Regions from separate parts of the Rattus norvegicus genome. Here region 1 is linked to region 2. The links are chromatin contacts, called in public Hi-C maps. All regions are on one chromosome and are shown on one strand. The core of a region is the stretch at or near the end of the contact, and the rest is flanking DNA. Distances in the headings are between cores, read along the strand shown.

Region 1 (6,885 bases), core at 3,613-6,112, 420 kb before region 2:
TTGGTTTAAGAGAGAAGGGATATTTCCCCACAGCTTTCTAGATACAATCCTTTGAGGTGGAGAAAGCATGGTGGTAGCAGCTGGCCGGCCATACTGCAGCACAGCCAGAAGCTAGGGAGCTATACATGCCCCAGCCCCATTGGATTTAATCTCTATGCAGTCCAATAAGGAAGGGTGATGCCTGTGTGTAAGGCTGGTCTTCCCACCTCAGTCCACCTGATGAGTTTATGCCTCAGGCGTGTCAGAGATTAACCACCACAGAGCCTGAAATCTCAGGGCTGTTCTGGGCAGCGGTCAAAGGAACATGTGGAGATTTTACCACAGACTTACTGTGAAGCTGAGGATGGCCTTGAACTCCTGATTCTCCTGCCTCTATCTGTCTTCCTTGGCTCAGCAGGCTTGTCTGACATTCACTTGTTAGCAGGATGCCAGGGTGGGGTTAATTAGCATGAACCCCACAGGTTTTAGCACTAGACTGTGCGGACATTCTGCATGAGGCGCTCCTGTCCCTGAGACCTGGTGGACCGCAGTGTGTGAGAGTCCCATTCATTTCTCGTTCCTCCTAGAGAGGAAAGAACCAAATTGTGCTACAAACAGTGAAAGGGGAGGGCAGAGAGGGAAGGTTTAACTGTGACTTTAATGGTTCCGATGTAATTCACCTCGCTCATTCTTAAGTAGAAATGTCTAAACATACAGTATTTGCGCTGTGTTTTCTAACAATAATTGTTCCTCTCTCTTTAGAGAACTGGTCAGCTGTTATCTAAAGAGTAATAGTGGAGTGCACACACCTTTTACTTCAGCACTGGGGAGGCAGAGGCAGGTGGATCTCTGTGAGTTCAAGGCCAGCCTGGTCTACAGAGTGAATTCCAGGACACAGCCAGGGCTACACAGAGAGACCCTCTCGAAAATAAAAGCAAAGAAAACACAAACTGAAAAAACAAAACAAACAAACAAAAACTCCCAACCAAACCAAAACAAAACCAAAAAAGAAAAAAAGAAAAAAAAAGATTATTTCATTTTCCAAGGCAAGAGACACACTGCCCTGTCTGTGATCTTTGTCCTAGAAAATTATGTAAAGTAGAGGTTATCACACAGGACACTGGCTGTCCTCGGCTGCTGCCTATGCAGAAGACACTTCCTGTGGCTCTGAGTGTGGTGGTTGATATGTTGCATTCATGTTTCCCGGCATAGGAAATTCCTGGAATGAAGCTTGTGACAGAAGAGCTCCCGTTACCTCTTATGAAGGTAAGTCCTGTTCTGAGGGTGAAGCCGTCATGTGAAGACCTCTGCTGCCCCTGAGGCTACTGTGCTTTCAAGGGGAATTGCAGCCTGGCCTCCAAACAGGGCAGCTTGAGAGCCTGCATAACCAATCACTGATATGATGTTATGTGATGCCTTAGGACTGTTTAAAGAGGGAGGTTTTCTGAAGAAAATAACAGAGCCCAACTTGAACCAGGGACCGCCCACCAATACTTGCCACAAAGCCTCTTACTGAAGGAGCTCTTGGAACATGTCTTTAGAGAAGCTGGAATCCAATGTTGCCTGATTTGTAAGCCTTCCTTCAAACACACGTACACACACACACACACACACACACACACACACACACACACAAACATACACACATATACATATATTAACACATGCATGCACATACACACACATACATGCACACACACAAATATACACACATATATACATATATTAACACATGCATGCACACACACATATATATATACACATGCATGCATGTACATATACATACACATACATGCAAACACACAGCACACATACACAGACACATTCACACATACACATCACACGCATAGATACACATATACACATATACATACAAATACACATGAATGCATGCACATACACATACACACACACACCACACATACACACACATCACATACACGCCAATCACACACATAGACACACACACACAGACACACACATACCTACCCCCCACCCCCTGCACCCTCATACACACAATTTCCGGCCATAAAAGCTTTAAGTAAACTGGGCTGGGATTTCTAGATTCTCTCAGAGCAGCTTCTCCATTCCTCTAAAGTGAGGCGGTGGCTTGCTGGATGGCCTCACTGTCATGAAGGGGGCTTTGTGTCTGTCTGCAATCTTCTGGCTACAGAGGGAGGGTGGGGGTGTGGTGAGTAGAAAAGAATATCCTGGCAGTTAAAAGCTTCAGCTCCTCTGCTGGGTTTGGCTCTACGTCTGGTAATTACAGCCCGGCCTAGCCTGGGGAGTTTTAGTTCCTGGCAGCAGCGGCTGCTGCCCCTTGTGCTGAGCCCTTTTATTTGTGTTTGATTCTTTTGGATCCTTGGCGCTGCATGGACAGCTGGGGAGGACCAGTTGTAAGGTCCCCGTCATATACTGGGGCAGGAGAAGACAGATGGACACTGGTTTGTTGGCTCTTTGGGTCCTAAGAGGCCATTGAAAATAGACTGACTAACTGTCCAGAAGCAAGTGCAGAGCCAGCCAAACCTTCCTGATGCAGGAGGATGACAGGGAAGGCCATGCTGTATAGGGGACAACCTGCTGCTTCTTCTCACTACGAACCATGGCATTTAACTGACAAGCCACTGAGGGTTTCTTTTCTTTGTCCTGTTTTCATGCTGGGGTTGGACTTGGGTCCTTGAGGTGCTTGCCAGACAGATGCCTTCCCGCCTGTACTCTGAGCCCCCTCGTTTGCTGGGATTCCAGGCATCTGTTACCACCATGATTGGTCAGAAGAAAGTTAATGCAGTTCTGTAGTTTCCAGTCCATAACCGCCCACTCTCTCCACTTTTCTTCGTCTCTGTCATAGATTTGTAGAATTCATTTAGTAGTTATGGTAATCTAGAAGCGTTTGATCAGATACAAACTCGTAAACACTTTTAGTGTTTTTGCGTGACATAATGAACTCTAATGATTCCTTTGAATTTTTTTGATCTGGTTTTGGGCATTTAAGTCTCTCTAGACATTACCCAAATGTTTCCTGGGAAAATAACTTGGTTAGGTAAGGTAGTTGCCTCACATATATGAGATCTTGGGTGTAAGTCCTAGTACCACACTGTTTTCTTTTATCCAGTAAAGATAATATTTCGTTTTTATATATTTTTATACATACAGTTTTTCTATTGGTTTACTCCTCTAAGGTTCAAGGTTGAGACTGTCTTACGGTAAAACACTACGACATTTTTTTTAAAGCTTTGATTTCTTCTAAACTAATATTCAATGGAAGTTATGGTTATCTACATGGTCAAAAGGATTTAGGGGGCTGAAGAAATTTCTCGGAGGTCGAAAGTGCTGCTGCTCTTCTGAAGGACCCCAGCTTGGTCCCCAGGCCCCACATCATGTAGCTCACAGTGGCCTCTGACTCCATTCCAGGGGATCCCACGCCCTCTTCCAGCCTCCATTCTCCCCACATATGTGTGGCCCGCACACACAGAGACGCACATACATATACATTCATTGAAGAACAAAAGGATTTAGGAATTTGTTGGTTTTATTACAGCCTTATCAACATTGTGTGTTTTCATTTAAAAGTATTAGGATAACGAGAAGGCCCTTTTTGTCTTTTGTCCTAATTGACTTATTAGAAGCCAGTTCACTATTGGTTCACGATATTGTTATTGACTTTTTTTTTAAAAGATTTATTTAATTTATGTGAATACACTGTAGCTGTCTTCAGATACACCAGAAGAGGGCATCAGATCCCATTACAGATGGTTGTGAGCCACCATGTAGTTGCTGGGATTTGAACTCAGGACCTCTGGAAGAGCAGTCAGTGCCCTTAACCACTGAGCCATCTCTCCAGCCCCTCTCCATTATTGACTAGTTTTAAGTGTCCTCTGACTATACTTCCTCTCTCTTGCCAAAGTCAAGGAAGGGAGGGCAACACGATGAGATGTCCCCTCCCACCGTGACATGTACGTAGTCTAGGGTTGTAGCCCAGATGTGTCCCCTTGGATTTGAATGTGTAGTTCCTGATCCACAGTGTGATGGCTTTAGGAGGTGACAACTATGGCTTTATGGTTTGGATTGGTCATCATTTTTTTAAAGATCCCTGAAACCCAACTCAATCCATCCTACCTCATGATGTGACAAGGAAGACATGATTGTCTAAGAAATGGACACTTGGGGTTGGGGATTTAGCTCAGTGGTAGAGCGCTTGCCTAGCAAGCGCAAGGCCCTGGGTTCGGTCCCCAGCTCCGAAAAAAAGAAAAAAAAAAAAAAAGAAATGGACACTTGACAGACACTGAATTTACCCACATCTTACTGGGCTGTCCCAGTTTCAAGAGCAGATGTTTGTCTTTTATGAGCCATCAGTTGATGGTGTCATTGAAGGAGCAGAATGGGCTATGATTTGGGCTTGTCCACCTGTTATTTTTATAATTAAACCATCACCTGAAAGACACAAAGCTTCTTCCTTGTAAATGGTTTATTAAATAATCTTAAAAAAACATGTCATGGGGAGGCAGCTAGAGAGATGGCTTGTTGTTTTTCTTAAGACCTGGGTTCAGTCCCAGTACCCATATGGTGTTTCCCAACTGTCTGTAACTCCAGTTCTAAGGATCCGACATCTTCTTCTGGTCTGTACAGGTAGAAGACATCTCTGTGCTACATATGTAATTATATACCTGCAGGCAAACGTTTATGTACGTCTCTAAAAATATTAAAAAGCTCTGTTTTTTTTAAAAAAGCTACCATATGGGAACAAGGCCCATGGTTTATAGAAATGTCAAGACTGACCTTCTTTAGGAGGGCTTTGATCCTTGGTAAACTACGTGCTGCTCTGGGGAAGCAGCAACTTGAGTAAAAGGCTAAAAATAGCACCTACTTTTATACTGAGAAGAGAAACCACTAAAACTATTTAACCACAGGAAACCAAGGAGGGAAGCGATGGCTTACTCAACTATAGGAGTAAAGGCGAGAGTGTGCTTCAAGCAGAGGACTGGGCAGTTTTACCAAAGTAGTTCGTTCTCTCTCTCTCTCTCCCAGTTTCTCTCTGCCTCTCTCTCTAACTCAATCTCTCTCTTCTTCCTCCCTCCCTCCCTCCCTCCCTTCCTTCCTTCCTTCCTTCCTTCCTTCCTTCCTTCCTTCCTTCCTTCCTTCCTTCCGTCTTTTCCTTCCTCAGCCTCCCAAGGACTGAGATTCCAAGTGTGTGCCACATGTCTGGCTCCAAATCAGACATTATTAATATATTTAATCACATATCCAGTGATTACTGAAACCTGACTGGAAACTGAGAAGGCTGGGGAGACGTGAAGTACGCCTGCTTAGGGCATGTGCTGTGAACCCTGCCGTCTCTTGGATGCAGGGCACCTGAGTGTCTGAATACAAGGTGCTTGCCACCTGAGTGGTTCACCCAGACTTTGCTTATATACTTCTCCATTCGAAGTGTTTGAAAGCTGCTTTAACTAGACAGAGCAAAAGTGTAATCCGTTGCTTGGTGAAGCACAAAAGGTACTAATTCTCATTGGAGCCCCTTAGTGTAGACAGATACCGTCATTTGCTGGCATTCTGAAATACTGGCACAACCACAATGTAACAACTCACTGTTACATTGAGTCTTTAGAATTATTGCTTTTATTGGTGAAAACGAAGCACTGTTCCAAGCTGGTTCTGGGATGGGGGGAGGGATTACGATTTTCCAAAGTTTGGATTGCATATGTGTCCTGGCAGCGGGAGTGTAATTGAGTTCAATGAATGTTGTTGTGAACATAATTTTATGATACCATGAGCGTTATTTACTCTTCATAGAGGCTCAGGGTAGTGAACGAATTCTTGCCATTTCTGTAGAGATTGGATAGCCAGACTACCTACCTGCTAGCTATAAAACCGAGAGCCAAACCCAGCTAGAAAATTATTATTTCTGTTCCTTATCAGCTAGGCTTCAAGAAAGCAAAGTTGAGGAAGGTGGTCATAATTATCAATTATATTTCAAACTGCCCAGCCTATTAAAAACAGAACAGAATGGCTGAAAAAACTCCCCAGGTGGGTCAAAGAAGTGGGATTTTGCCAGATACTGGAGCAGGGGGCAGCTTATTTATATTCCTGAGAATATATATATATATATATATATATATATATATATATATATATATTCCTTGAAGAAGAGCCGTGTGCTTGCAGCCGTCTTAGTGTTCAGCCCCAGGAGTTCCAGCTGTTTGCCACATGTGGGGATACTCCCACCCAGCGCTCTTAGTTTAGGATGCTGCCTTTCGATCTTCTGTCCACAAAGACATTTGCTGTTGCATTTTATGTGTATCGGACATGATGCACACATCGCTGGATTTCTTTGGACAGCAAGCAGAAGTCGTTCCTGAGATGTGAGCCACTGAGCATCCCAGGAAGGGTGATGTCTCAGCTTTGCTCCCTGGGTCCTGGCACAGAGAGGAGCGGGGTCCCTCAGGCTGGGCCCCCTCCCCTAAGATGCTGACTGATCAGCAGAAGTAGGACCAAAGCCGGAGGGTCTTTGAGAAACGGAGGCAGGTGTTCATTGCTGGTAGCTACTTGCAGATGAGCCCGTACCACAGGTTCTGTTTCTGGATCAATTGGCAATCCAAATCCCAACTGGGAAGCTTCCCTCAGTGTAACTGGCCCTTTCGTGTCATCGATCGTTGTGATTAGTTGCATGTGGTGATTGCTTTATGGCCTCTTCAGAAACAAAGCGAGGTGATTTTTGAAGAAGAGATGGGAATGATTTTCTTCCAAAGTTAAAATGTAAAAACTCCGCTTTGTGCAGGGGGAAAACATGCTGTTTGGCCATTCCTTGAGAGTCTGATTACTTCTTAAACCAGACCCTCGAGCAAGGACTAGCTAAGCTTGTAGATACTTTGTTCATAGCGCTCTTTTGTATATTTTTAAAGACGTATTCAT
Region 2 (6,459 bases), core at 2,094-4,593:
AACACCTTTCAGGAGAGTAACTGACCTAAGGTGCCCAGGGTTGATCACTGGTGCCCACATGGGCGTGCTCATCCTAGGGCAAATACGTGTAAGACACTGGAGAGTAGTCAAATTCCAAGGGAGAAAGAATCTTCCATGACTGACAAAGCTCAGCCCTTGTCCTAGCTCTGGCTCTAGCATGAAGACTGGGCTGGACCCCTGGCAGGGGATACTCTACCTCTAGTAGAAAGAAAACTGGCCAGCTTTTGTGGCCATTTGTTCAATAACAAGTATGCTTGGGTCTAGGGTGTTCCTGAAGGAAGCTGGGAGCCAGCTGGCACAACTCTAAGAGGATATTCACAGGGAAAGGGGGAGGAATTGTGCAGCATAGCATCAACCCAGCCTCATCGGCCTGGATCGAGGTCAGCTCTTCCCTCTGGAGTGAGGAAAGGTGGGACTTCTCTGCTGAAGAATGCACTGTGGAAAATGTCTACTGTTCTCTTTACTCGACAGTCAACAAAACAAATCACTCAATATGTAGAGGTGAGGAAATCTGATAAACACCGGGAGAAGAGAAACAACAAACAACAGACCCAAAAAACAATCCAGATATTGAGGGAACCAGTGTTTCTTCTTGTTTTTGTTTTAGACAGGCTCTCTTACTAAGTTTCTTGAACTTGATATGTAGCCCAGCCTGACCTCAAAGCAAACCTCTTGTCCTAGCTTCCTAAGGCCTGGGATTATAGACATGTGTCACCAGCTTCCCAGACAGTGATTTTTACAGAACAATCGTTAACAAGTTAGAAAACAAGAAATTCTAGCAAAACAGAGGGGAAAAAAACTTCGTAATTCTAAAAGGTGGAATGCATTAAAAGGAACCAATGGGCATTCCGGGACTGAAAAAATGCATTGTTTACAGTTAAGATTTCATTTAATGCATCCAACGGATGTGATGAGATGCAACATAAAGCAAAATTAGCAAATTTAGCAATCTATGAAAATTATCAGTCAATGGAAAATATCCAAAATAGCACCCAGAACACAAAAGCGAATTAACAGGACAAAGCTAAAACAGAGGTCAAGGTAAAATCTTATTATAGTCATGCTTGGGCTTCTACAGGAGAAAAAATTGGGTAAAAATAATAGATTTAAGCAATTCCAAAACTAATGAAAATTAAATATCAATCAGCAGATTCAATAAGCTTAGTAATTCAGGCAAGTGTTTGTTGTTTTAGTTTGGTGCTGGGGTTTTGTTTTGTTTGTTTTTTGGTTCTGTTTTTTTTTTTTTATTTTTATTTTTGGGTGTTACCATTCCTATGCCTGGGCTCAAGCAAGTCTCAGCTTCAGTCTCCCTGGCAAGGAAAACTACACCTACCACTGGCATGCAGGCTTTGGTTTGGGTGTTCCTTAATCAGAGTGTACACAAGTCTGTAGGGAAACGGCGTTGTGGAGGAACAACTAGGTTTACTCAGAGCACACGGGTTATGTTCAGAAGAGGTCAAACACGCATAGCTGTCTTTGATAAAATATGTGCTTCACGTGTTTGCAGGTGGCTTTTACAAGAGCAAAGGTCTCAGGGATTTGAATCAGACATGTACATGCAGAGAGACCTGGCAGAACAGAAGCCACCTTACTGGGCTCTGAGGGAAAGTGAGAGTGCGCTCAAGGCCTGTCTTGCACCTGCTGTTAATGTGTGAGCAGAGGTGATTGGATAAAATCCTCTGGATAAAAATCACGGCGCAAAACCATCCTAAAACTAAGAGCTGTACCCACTTTCCCTGAAAATTGAATTGCACACTTCTCTCCTCCCCTAGAACTCCTTCATTCTCCCCATCACAGCACGTGCTCAGAACTCTGCACTTGATCTTAGCCAAAAGGCCGAGAAGCGATGTGCTCAGAACTCTGACAGCATCACCACACAACATACACCAATGTGCAGGCGAATGGGAGTCACCAGCGATTGCTCAGCTCCTGGGAGTATAAAACCTGGTTTTCAATACCATACTGTCCTCCTGAGGCAGGGCAGAAAGGGGATTATAGTGACTGGAAGCACAGGGTAGAGAGGAAGCCTTTCACTGACCAAAAAGGACTTAAGTCTGCTAAATAAGGACCTAATGGACAGTAACTAAACTGCTCTCACTTGGGGCTAGTTGCTGTATCCCCAGACACCTCAATCAATCAAGGATGACAAGACCAGTAATTAGGGTGTGCTGACATAAGTCAAAACAACACATAACCTTGAATTCCTGGCCTACCCACTCTCAGGACTAAATGAAGTTGCTCATAAATCCACTATACAACTTTAGTTACTGAATGAAAAAGAAACTTCAATTTTTAATCTAACCTTGTTACAAACTATACTCTTGGGTGATATCAGTTTTTTTTTTTTAAAAAAAGGAGTATTAATCCTATTGGGACTAGATGTCCCAAGTTATCAGAGGAGAAGTCTTCCCGTTCTCCTCTGATAAGGGGAGGGAGTGTTGGGGGAGGGATTTGTAAGGACAAGACTGAGAGAAAAGTAGGGGGGGTGGGCTTTGTTCGGGATGTAAAGTGAATGAATTACTTAAGAAAAAGAAAAAGAAGAAGAAAAGAGGTAGTGGCTTCTTGGCAACATTTAGAAAGGTAACCTTGAAAGCCACAAGAAAAAGAAAAAAGAAACCTATATCTGCATTGTGAAGACATAAGCTGGACTCTCCCTTCAGAAGTCCACAATTGTCTTGATCAGGTGTGTTCTACTCTATCTACTGGAGCACATGTTTCTGAGTTTAATGAAACCAACTTATCTTTATATAGGTTGGCACCGAAACTCATGTCTTTGTTAAAACCAACACCTCGGGTGTTGCCTGCGTGGCGATCTCTAAAAAGGTATATTGTGAGGTTGTGTCTCCTGCTAACAACGAGCGAGGAAATGCTTATACCCAGAACCCCTGCAGTCTTTTGTCTTCAAGTGGCTCACCACTCACTTCTTGTTCGTCTCTCTTCCTAATAGCACTTAGTACTTGACACTTGAGGTCTCCAACCCAGGCCTTGTGCTCTTTCCCCCTGGAGATTGTCACTTTCCCCCTCCCCCTCCCCTTCCTTTGTCATCTCCGCCCCTGCTTTAGCCACTGTCACCCTTCGGTGTTCTCTAACCTACCCCAAATAGACTTCAACTCCCCCATCCTCTATTTCCTATCTCCAGCTCTGGGAATCTCCTTGCCTCTCCCGGTCTCTTCCCTTGCCCTCTGTGTGAGAGGCTATGTAGCTCCAATACCTCACAGATTTGAGGAATGTAGTTGTCCTTGAAGTAGTTCCTTAGCCTGGGGGGGGCGTTGCGTAGTGAAGCCATAGTCAGAAGCAGGACTGAGAAACTACTGCGTTTTGTTGGTTACTGCTCCACGCTGCAGCGGAGGGACGCGTCGGTGCGTTGCCTGGCAACCAAGGAGGAGCCAAACAGTCTCAGCCAATCCGGAGATGAAGAAAGAACCTGGGGGGGAAGGGCAGGGGGAATGGGGAGGGGCGGACAGAACGGGGAGGAGCGGGCAGCGCTGGGAGGGGCAGGGGCAGGACAGGACCCGCGGGGCGAAGTAAAGTGGGAGGCGGGGCATAGCTGGACTGGAAAGTATTGGGGCGGAGCTAGGGGGCGGGACTCAAGCAGGGCGGTCCCCCACTTGATCCAGGAAAAAGATGCAAGCACTAGGGAGGGCAACGAGCAGAGTGGGAGGGCTTCCGACCTCAGCAGGGCGGCTTCCGGAAGGCGGAGCTCCAACCCCATTTCCTTTCTCTGGGCTGGTTCTGGCCCAGCTGCACCTGCGTGTGGCCCTGGCACCCCGGCTCCCTGCAGCTCGGTGGCAGCAGTATGGGCGGCGCGCGGGACGTGGGCTGGGTGGCAGCCGGGCTAGTCCTGGGCGCTGGCGCCTGCTACTGTATCTACCGGCTGACTCGGGGACCGCGGCGAGGCGGGCGCCGACTGCGCCCTTCGCGGTCCGCAGGTGAGGCGATGGGCTGCCCGGCATGTGGACTGGTTCGAGGTTCGGGAACCACCTCTGGACAGGCTAGATCAGAGGTGCCTTAGACACTCGCGACTGCATGGGGAGGAAGGCTAGAGGTAGACAGTCTGGAAGCCCAAGTTGCCTTGGGTGGGTCCTGAGCCGCTTCCCTGCTCCCACTTCTTTGTTTAAAATAAGGACTGAAAACATCGCCCGAAGTGCCCTATTACTTCCCTCCGGCTTCACAGCGGAGAGCTGAGGTTTCTCCAAGCTAAATAGATTGCTTCTCATTTTAAAGTTTGGGCCTTTGTGTTGTTACCAAAGAGGTGTCCCTTACTGTGTGAGAACGTTCTTAGGGGCCTCAAGTCCAGGTTGAAACTCTGCTCGCTGCTTTATGAAGAAAGGATCCCTGAGGTGCAATTCTGCCAGCACCTGTCTTAGGTGCTAGTACCTTTAAGTCATCCGTAGCATCCCTGCAACATGGGTGTGTGTGTTGGAAATAAAGAACCTCAGCCTACAGGAGACACACCTTCTGAAAGGATCGTTTAGGTCGTGAAAACTGTTGGGAAAACTATTTGGTCTGCCGACCAAAACCTGCTTTCCTCAAAGGCAGAGAAATGTATTTGTTTCTTTTGTCTTTTTTTTTTTTCCCCCGGAGCTGGAGTCCGAACCCAGGGCCTTGCCTAGCAAGCGTTCGACCACTGAGCAAAATCCCCAACCCCCATTTGTATTTGTTTTTAAATTGAGTAATCATTAAAACATTTTACTACTAATAAATTAGTAGATAAAACATTTTATCTACTAATGTTATTCCAAAGACAGAATTCTCATTTCCCTGTACCAGGGTCTATGCAAAATAAACAGTAGTTTGCCTTTAAAACAAGTGGACTCAAATATACCATTTTCCACACGGAGAGTTCAAGCAGTTATTGGTAGGACCTAATTGCCTTTCCCTAGAATGAAAATAAGGCACCATTAAAGGCAGATAGAAAACATGTCTTTGGGTTGTACACCTAGCATTTACTTTTCAAACTTTGCACTTCCTGGAAGGGACCAGGAAGAATGGTGGGTTTATATTCCAGCCTTCCATTTCCTTCAGGAAATGCTGTAAGAAAGGTCTGCACAGCACCTTTTCCTCTGGTCAGAGGAAAGCAGTTTTTGAAAATGAGCATTTGCCCCTCCAAAGCCTGATTTGTAGGTTTTTACTCCCCCCAACCCCTTGTCAAATATTTCTATACAAGAATAATTTGGTGGTTTTGTTATTGTTGTTGGGGTTCTTTTGTTCTTTTGTTTTTTTGTTTTTTGTTTTGCTTTTTTAAGGCAGAAGATCGGATGTATCCCTGGCCTGGAACTCACTGCATAGCAGAAAATTTGAACTTCTGATCCTCTTGTCTCCATCTCCTGGGGTTGCTGGGCCTGAGAGCAGGTCAGGGAGGTACTGGGAAGGAAACCGGGGACAGACAACTTTAAAAATAGGTTGCCCACAGCCCCTTCCCAAAGCTCTACCCTTACATTTGAGAGAAATCTTTTCTTGCCTTAAACTGTTGAGAAGTAGGGGCTGGGGATTTAGCTCAGTGGTAGAGCGCTTACCTAGGAAGCGCAAGGCCCTGGGTTCGGTCCCCAGCTCCGAAAAAAAAAAAAAAGAACTAAAAAAAAAAAACTGTTGAGAAGTGTGTAATTCCCCTTGTGAAGTTTATTGGTCCAGGAGAAGAAGCTGTTGCCCAACTCTAATCCCAGCACTAGCAGGCTGAGGTAGGAAGATCAATGCCGATCTTGGCTAACCTGTCTCCAAAAACAAGTGTATTTTCCAAACAAAGACTGAGACCATTGAAAAAGATGGAAACAGTATCAAATCATTCAACTTGATACAAGAACCTGACTGATACAGTAGAAACTCATCCAATCATTACTAAAGAAAATCTATCAGGGAAATAACATACAGAGGCCTGATGGACATATGTGGAGAATTAATAGTTATTTCTTGCATTAATATATTTTTGAAAACTACATATAATATATAAAAGTCATTAAAGTAGTATTTCTGACAACTCCTAACATTAAGAATAGAAGGAAATGTTCCTAAATTGATGGAGAACACTTATCAAAGGCCAAAGGCATAGATACTTTAGTTAAATGTATTTAATATTCAAACATTAATTGCATCTTTATTAAGTTCAAGAATAGGGGAGGTGCTATCAATCACGGCAAGTCCCGGGCATCTCAACAAGGAAAAAAAAAATCATAGAACTCATCAATACAAAAGGAAGCAAAATTATAGAAAAAGAAAGAAAATTCCGATTTGTAAATGACTCATTTTGAGTCAGAAATGTGCCAGAGAATCAGCCAAACATTACATATGGTAAGCTACAATAAAACAAGAATTCAATATAAATTTAATTGAAAAGATTTCATTCAGAATAATTTCTAAAACTCAGAATATAGCTAGCAGGAACTTGTATGTGAATAAGCCACACAGTGTCACCCTGAAAACGTGACTGAGCTGTTTCCATAA

The links. A called contact is a pair of places that touch in the nucleus more often than the background predicts.
Region 1: a contact with region 2 is called in a Hi-C map of the A7r5 cell line, with 7 times the contacts expected there. The contact joins the enhancer-like site here to the promoter of Fbxl13 in region 2. A contact is called at or near these places in 10 of 12 Hi-C or Micro-C datasets (the A7r5 cell line, Schwann cells, frontal cortex and 6 more).

What each region holds. Positions count from the first base shown.
Region 1 is chr4:14,728,783-14,735,667 of GRCr8, reverse strand. Gsap (gamma-secretase activating protein) reads left to right here. Exons shown (of 31, transcript NM_001395028.2): 19 at 1,192-1,245. Among named protein-coding and RNA genes, the nearest start is that of Gsap, 68 kb to the left of the region's middle. Within about 2 kb of position 4,862, at least 3 of the 93 cell types and tissues checked have an H3K27ac peak or open chromatin away from gene starts, as enhancers often do. A contact at or near this core is called in the A7r5 cell line, where this site is marked.
Region 2 is chr4:14,304,015-14,310,473 of GRCr8, reverse strand. It overlaps Fbxl13 (F-box and leucine-rich repeat protein 13), which reads right to left and starts at 3,343. Exons shown (of 18, transcript NM_001103355.1): 1 at 3,233-3,343. The coding sequence starts at 3,307. Armc10 (armadillo repeat containing 10) reads left to right here and starts at 3,675. Exons shown (of 6, transcript NM_001106576.2): 1 at 3,675-3,950. The coding sequence starts at 3,818.